2 separate regions of the Sus scrofa genome follow, and region 1 is linked to region 2. A link is a contact called in public Hi-C data. All regions are on one chromosome and are shown on one strand. Each heading gives the region's core, a stretch centred on a gene start, on an enhancer-like site or on the middle of the called end of the contact. The rest is flanking DNA. Distances are from core to core; before and after follow the strand shown.

Region 1 (3,266 bases), core at 587-3,086, 43 kb after region 2:
CAAAATAAAAAATTCCCTATGGAGTTCCCGTCGTGGCGCAGTGGTTAACGAATCCGACTAGGAACCATGAGGTTGCGGGTTCGGTCCCTGCCCTTGCTCAGTGGGTTAACGATCCGGCGTTGCTGTGAGCTGTGGTGTAGGTTGCAGACGCGGCTCGGATCCCTCGTTGCTGTGGCTCTGGCGTAGGCCGGTGGCTACAGCTCCGATTCAACCCCTAGCCTGGGAACCTCCATATGCCGCGGGAGCGGCCCAAAGAAATAGCAACAACAACAACAACAAAAAGACAAAAGACAAAAAAAAAAAAAAAAAAAAAAAAAAAAAAAAAATTCCCTAAATGTACAGCCAGGTTAGGGAACCACTGCCCTTTTTAACTGCAACTATGTCCTTGCCCCTAAGGTGCATTAATACCACTTTCAAAATCTCTCTCGGTTTCCTACTGCCTTTCATGAAATCCCAAGTCTTGGAGTTCTCTTGTGGCACAGTCAGTTAAGGATGTGGCATTGTCACTGTAGTGGCTTGGGTTGCTGCTGTGGCACAGCTTCCATCCCTGGTCCCAAAACATCAGCATGAAGCAAGGGTGGGGGGGGGAAATAAACCCCAAAATAAAGTCTTAAATGCGGTCTCTCTTTTCCTTTGCTTCCTCCCTTTGGTATCTGTATCAATCACAGCAAGGAAATGTTTGCAAGGGATAGACAGATACCCACCCACCGGTTCACTCCAGTTTTTAGCCTAAATGTCCTCCTTCCATTTACCAGCTGTGCCCCTATAGCCCTCAACTCCATACCAAAGTCTCTTCCGCCTAAGGCCAGCAACACAGTAAAATTTTCCTCACCTTATCCGACTCCTAGCCTGGAATGGAGTGATGGTACTAACTTATGAAGCATTTGTAATCACAGGGTCAGAAGGACTGCTCCTCTAGAATATCCTAGTGGCTACAAATAGGTGTCAGAGTGACATTTCCCTGTTTTACTTGTGGACTGACTATAATTATTGTATGCCTAAGAATACTTTGTGGTAAGAAAACGTGGCAATGCCTTCCTCTGGCAGGATGCTTTATTTTCTTTCTTAATGTCACTTCTATACTCAGCCAACTCACTGCTTTTAAAATAAATATCCTCTTGGCTCCAGGGTCCATTCTGCATTGTGTTTCATTCGTGATTTTTTTTTTTCCCCCTTTTTGGTCGTGCCCAAGGCATGTGGAACTTCCCGGGCCAGGGGTCGAACCCGCGCCACAGCAGCGACCCAAACCACAGCAGTGACATCAGCGGATCCTTAACCTGCTGCTCCACAAGGGAATTCTCACACGAATCTTAATTCCAGGTATGATTCTGTCACCCCTCAGTAAACCAATCCCAACTCCATGCTCCAAACGTGAGTGTCGGGAAGCGCCCTCTCCCCCAGCCTGATTGCCAGCCACGCTGGACAGGAGGCAAGCGCCAGAAGCCCAGACACGTGGCCCTTTCCACCCGCGGTTTGGCACGGCGTCTGGGGCGCAGGAATTAGGAACCAAAGTTGAAAATGATTCCTCCCCACGAGTCCTAAAAGAGATGGTGCTGGGATCCTGGAGGTCAGATAGCAGCAGCACGGGGTCGAACGCTATGCCTTTAAAAACTTATTTTGTGAAAGTTGTGACGGATGTGATGCCACGCCCAGGCCAGAACCCCAGTGGACGTGAGGCCGCCAACCTCTAGGCTCAGCCGACGTCCGATCCCTCCCCTGTCACTCACCCCGGAGTTACAACCCACGTCGAGCCCCAGGATCGGCCTTGTCTCGGGACTCTGAGGGAAGAGTCGGCGAAGCAGCTCTGGGGGAAGGAGGCGGAGCCGTTGCTCTGGAGGGTGGAAGCGGGAATAATGAGGGAAATTTCCGAATGGGGCGGCCCCGGGTTCTAGAACTCGTGGTTCCTCTTCTGCCGTAGCCTCGTCAACGCTCCCGGTAGCCTGCTTCCTGGACGCCGCCATGAGTCTCAGTCTGACCTCTGGGTCCCCGCGGAACCGGAAGTCGGGAACCTACGGGCGGGGCGAGCGCCGTCTTGGCTCCAGTGCGCGTGCGCTGAATGACAAAGGCTGGCGGGTAAAACGGTGGCCTACCCTGAACGAGGGCGGAAGCTTGGTGTTGGCGTTCCCTTGTGGGACCCTGGCTGTAACTAGGAGGTGGTTAGTAATATCCTTCCATTTTTCTGGTCGGACAAGCACAGAGAGGTTGAGTTGCTCAGGCTGACATTGTTTCAACTTGGGCTACCCAGAACAAGGAGTTTGTTGGGATTTGGAAATCAGTTTTGGTTCAGCTTCCTTCCTTTACAAATGCATAAAGTCAAAGCTAGAGAGTAGCAATTACTCGTCCAGGGTCACACGGTGAGTCTCTGACACAGGAACTTGCTCCCAGTTCATCCTGTGATTCCAGGAAACGGTAGCCAGGAACTACGGTCATTCCAGGTACCACAGGTGCCCCTATCCACCTGTCCCACGTGACAGTCAGGGCCCAGAAGACCCACATGGCCCTGACTGTCACGTGGGACAGGTGGATAGGGGCACCTGTGGACTGTGAGCTCTTGAGAGGCATGGACTGTACCTTAAGAGCCAGCACTTACAAATGTTTACCCGGCGCCAGACACTTTTCTAAGCCCTTTACATGCATTAATTTTCACACCAACCCTTGTGAAGAAAGGACCATACTTAATATCACCTTTATATTGTTAAGGACTTTGGGGCTCAATGAAGTTAGTAATTTGCTCAAGGTGACACAGTTAGAAATGATAGTACCAGGATTTGAACCCAGGCACTTTGACTCCACAGGATGTACCTTTGCTCTTATCAGCCTTGAAAATATGGTAGCCTATGCCTACCTTAATGCCTGGCCCAAAGAGACTTGATAAATATTTGTTGAAGGAAGACTCCATAACAAATGGGTATTGGGAAATTGGATATTCATATGCAAAAGAATGAAAAGGGACCCTTACACAAAAATCAACTCAAAATGGATTAAGCACTTAAGACCTGAAACTGTATAACTCCTAGAAAAAAATCATAGGGGAAAGGCTTCAGGACTGATCTTGGCAGTGATTTCCTGGATATGATGCCAAAAGCACAAACAAAAGCAAAAATAGACAAGTGCAACTGTGTCACACTACAAAGTCAAAACTATACAGCAATAGAAACCATTGATACAGTAAAAAGACAGCCTATGGAATGGGAGAAAATATTTGCAAGCCATGTATCCGATAAGGGATTGATTTCCAAAAAAATATAAGGAATTCCTATGACTCA
Region 2 (3,345 bases), core at 524-3,023:
GGGGAGGATGGCTGCCTGGGAGCCGGGTGGTCCCCGCTGAGTGGGCAAGCAGCCCCGGCCAAGAAGGCCTGTAGATAAGACTCTGTGTCTTCAAGGAGCTGGCCCAGGTTCAATTGTTTTCGGGCCAGGGCCCCAAGCAGGGTGTCAGGACTGGGGGCCTCATTGGGGTCACCTGCCTCATCAGAAGAGGAGGAGGAGCTGCTGCCTGGGGCACAGGGAGGCCCAGAACCTGTGCCCTGGGCCTGCAGGGAGCCCCGACCAGGGCCCCATGACCGCCCAGCACCCTCCTCCTCCCCTGGGCCCCCCAAGAGGCGCTCCCAGTGCAGCAGGCCTCCCAGGCTACCAGGACCTAGCAGCAGGTAGGGGGCCCAGGGAGAGGGCTCAGGCTGGGGCGGGCCACACAGCTCGCCGTTGATGGGCTCTGGGGAGCCGGGGCCCTCGCCTGTAGGCTGCCAGGGGGTGGCAGGTGAGCAGAGGAGCAAGGGGTCAGTCTCTTCCAGGGCTCTCAGCACCTCCAGGATCTGGGCCTTCTTGCGAAGGAACGGGGATAGGGCATCCAGCGCTGGGGGAGGGGCGGCTGGGGGTCCTGGGCCTCCGGGCCGCAGCTGCTGCTCCCAACACACCTTGGGAGAGAAATGGCATGAGGAGGAGACCAAGTGCAGACCCGGAACCTGAGTGGGCATGACTGAGTAGGTCAGGAACAGAGCTGGCCTCGTTTGTCTGTGTCCCCATCCCCCATTTTTTTTTGTCTTTTTGTGGCTGCGCCAGCAGCATATGGAGGTTCCCAGGTTAGAGGTCGAATCAGAGCTGCAGCTACCCACTTACACCACAGCCACAGCAACATGGGACCGGAGCTGCCTCTGCGACCTACACTACAACTCATGGCAACGCCAGATCCTTACACTGAGTGAGGCCAGGGATCGAATCCGTGTCCTCATGGATGCTAGTTGGGTCCCACACCCACAGAGCCACAACGGGAACTTCTCCCCTAAAGAAACTGAGAGATTCTGGGATATGCCAGAAAGCTTCCTCAAGTCTCTAAGCCCTAGTTACCCTAACTCTTCCTCCTGGCACACCTGGGGTTGAGTGGGCACCCACTTCCCCTCCTGGTTATCACAGCACCACTTCCCACCACTGTTTGGGTCAGCAGGGCTGAGCACCTACAACCCTGATATCTATGGCTACCCCAGGGGAGGGAGGCCTGTCCAGTTTCCAGGCTTCAGAAAAAACACAGAGATTCAAGAAGCAGAAGTGATGTGGCCAAGTTCTAAGTCGGTCTGCAGGCAAGACCAGGCCCTCTCAGGTCAGACAGCTGTCCGCTGAGCTGATCCCCATGGCAAAGCAGACCGGGAACCACTCCACTGCGAGCCCTTTCTTGCTTCTGTTTGGCCCCTTCTCATGCCCAGTCCGGTCTGGCACAGTGGGTGACTACCTGGGCTCTGGAGCCAGACTGTGCAAGTTCAAGACCCAGGCCCACTGCTAACTAGTTATATGACTTTCAGCAAGTGATTTAATGTCTAAAGTTCATCGTATCATCTGTAAAATAGGATGTGATTCTATTTACTCTCAAAGTGAAGCCGGATATGCAAAAGAATGAGTGAATAATTCTGGACTGAGATAAATAAGCATGTGTACAATTATACATTTGCGCCAAAAATTACCAAAAAAAAAAAAAAAAAAAAAGATAAATGCCAGTGCAGTGCCTGGCACAGAGTAAGAGCTCAGGAGGTGTTAACTGTGAGTCTCACTGCAGTACTAATGCCTTTGCTCGAGAAGCCAGTGGTGGGGGGTTGGCGATCTGTTTTTCTTGGTATGAGGCTGACAGCTGAGGGCTCACACCAGTCTGGACAAGAATCTGTGAGCCCGGAAGCAGCCCTTCCCCTGGGACTCGTTAGGAAACAGCCGTGGAGCCCCAGCTGACAAGCCCGGAGCCAGCAGAGCCACACATCACTGTGCCCAGCCCGCCTACCTCTCTCTGTCCAGCACAACGTCCCAGAGGCAGCGAGGTGGCCGGTCCCTCGGCGGAGCTCAGGGACGGGGAGGCTGGGGGCTCTGACGGCGGCTGGAGTGGGGCAAGTGGGATCTGCAGGAGGGAGGCCAGGGTTAGCACAGGTGCTGTCTGTCCCAAGTCCCCGCTCCCTCCCGAAGCTATGTCGTCCCATCCAGGGACAGGGAAACGTTCTTCCAGGTCTGCTCCTTCAGTGACGTCTCCTGGCCCAAAGTGTTGCTTTCACCACTTGGTCTGAGGAGCCTCGCGAGACCACAGCACAGGGAGACTGAAGAAGGGCAAGCCCAAGTGGCCGGGAGGTGGGACAGGACGGGGGCTCTGGGCCAGAGGGCAGTGGCAGGCCTAACCTGGGTGTCCAGCAAGCCCCCAGGACCCTCTGCTTTTCTGCAAGGCCTCCTCCCTGATTATGGAGAGGATGAGCCTCGAGGCCCCTTCCTGTTCTGACCACCTGTGACCCCAGCACCCACAGGGGTGACAGTGACTAACAGAAGAGGCACTTGTTCCTGGGTCCTGGAGAGGGGATGGCGGGAGTTATCGCTTGAGACTCCTCTGAATGGCTTCCTGTGAAACCACCACTGCTGTGGCTCCGAGGATGACAAAAGCAGTGTTTAATCACAGATCAGTTCTCTCTTCATCCCCGAGAATGTCATTTCCTTCTCCTGAGCATCTTGACTAGATGCACAGGTCGGCTCTAACTACTCTCCCCCCACCTTGCATTCTCCACAGCTGTTAACTCCTGTCTCTGTGGCGTCTCTGCCTCCCCCATGGCCTGGCCCTTGGAAGCTGCTCCTTCAGCCCAAAACCCTCACACCTCTGGCCTGGGCACCTCTCAGCACTTCGGTCTCCCTGACCTGGCTGGGCAGTCTTTCAGTCTCCTGTGCCCACAGCAGCCTGAAGCATCTTTGTTGTCTTCTTTTTTGTCTGAAGCATCTTCTGCCTGCCCACTGCTTCCAGAGACAAGTCTGAACGCCCCTGCCAGCATTCTGGCCAGTTCTTCCCTGACCCCGTGCCCACCTCTGTCTCACTCACTGCTCTTCACACATCCTTTGGTCAAGTCCAGCTGAACAGCTCTCTGCTCCCTAGGATTCCCTGCTCTATTCCTTCCACGGGGACTCCCTTCTGCCCCACCCCTCCCGCTCTCTATTTCCTTGTTTATTTATTCATTTTTTGCTTTTTAAGGCCACACCCGAAGCATACGGAGGTTCCCAGACTAGGGGTCGAATTGGAGCTGCAGTTGCCAGCCTACGCCACCACAGCCACAGCCACAGCCACAGCAATGTGGGCTCTGAGCTGAGTCTGTGACCTACACCACAGTGCACAGCAATGCCAAATCCTTA

The links. A called contact is a pair of places that touch in the nucleus more often than the background predicts.
Region 1: a contact with region 2 is called in a Hi-C map of skeletal muscle, with 13 times the contacts expected there. The contact joins the promoter of NCKAP5L here to the enhancer-like site in region 2. A contact is called at or near these places in 5 of 47 Hi-C or Micro-C datasets (blood, embryonic fibroblasts, fetal heart ventricle and 2 more) and 2 of 2 datasets of contacts at active chromatin or transcription factors (alveolar macrophages and skeletal muscle).

What each region holds. Positions count from the first base shown.
Region 1 is chr5:15,759,565-15,762,830 of Sscrofa11.1, forward strand. NCKAP5L (nck-associated protein 5-like) reads right to left here and starts at 1,837. Exons shown (of 14, transcript XM_013997563.2): 1 at 1,728-1,837. It overlaps BCDIN3D (pre-miRNA 5'-monophosphate methyltransferase), which reads right to left and starts at 2,081. Exons shown (of 2, transcript XM_005663848.3): 1 at 1,728-2,081. The coding sequence starts at 1,961. LOC102167177 (a long non-coding RNA gene) reads left to right here and starts at 2,055. Exons shown (of 4, transcript XR_002343941.1): 1 at 2,055-2,156.
Region 2 is chr5:15,716,623-15,719,967 of Sscrofa11.1, forward strand. It overlaps NCKAP5L (nck-associated protein 5-like), which reads right to left. Exons shown (of 14, transcript XM_013997563.2): 8 at 1,970-2,083; 9 at 1-623. Among named protein-coding and RNA genes, the nearest start is that of NCKAP5L, 43 kb to the right of the region's middle. Within about 2 kb of position 1,774, at least 7 of the 83 cell types and tissues checked have an H3K27ac peak or open chromatin away from gene starts, as enhancers often do. A contact at or near this core is called in skeletal muscle, where this site is marked.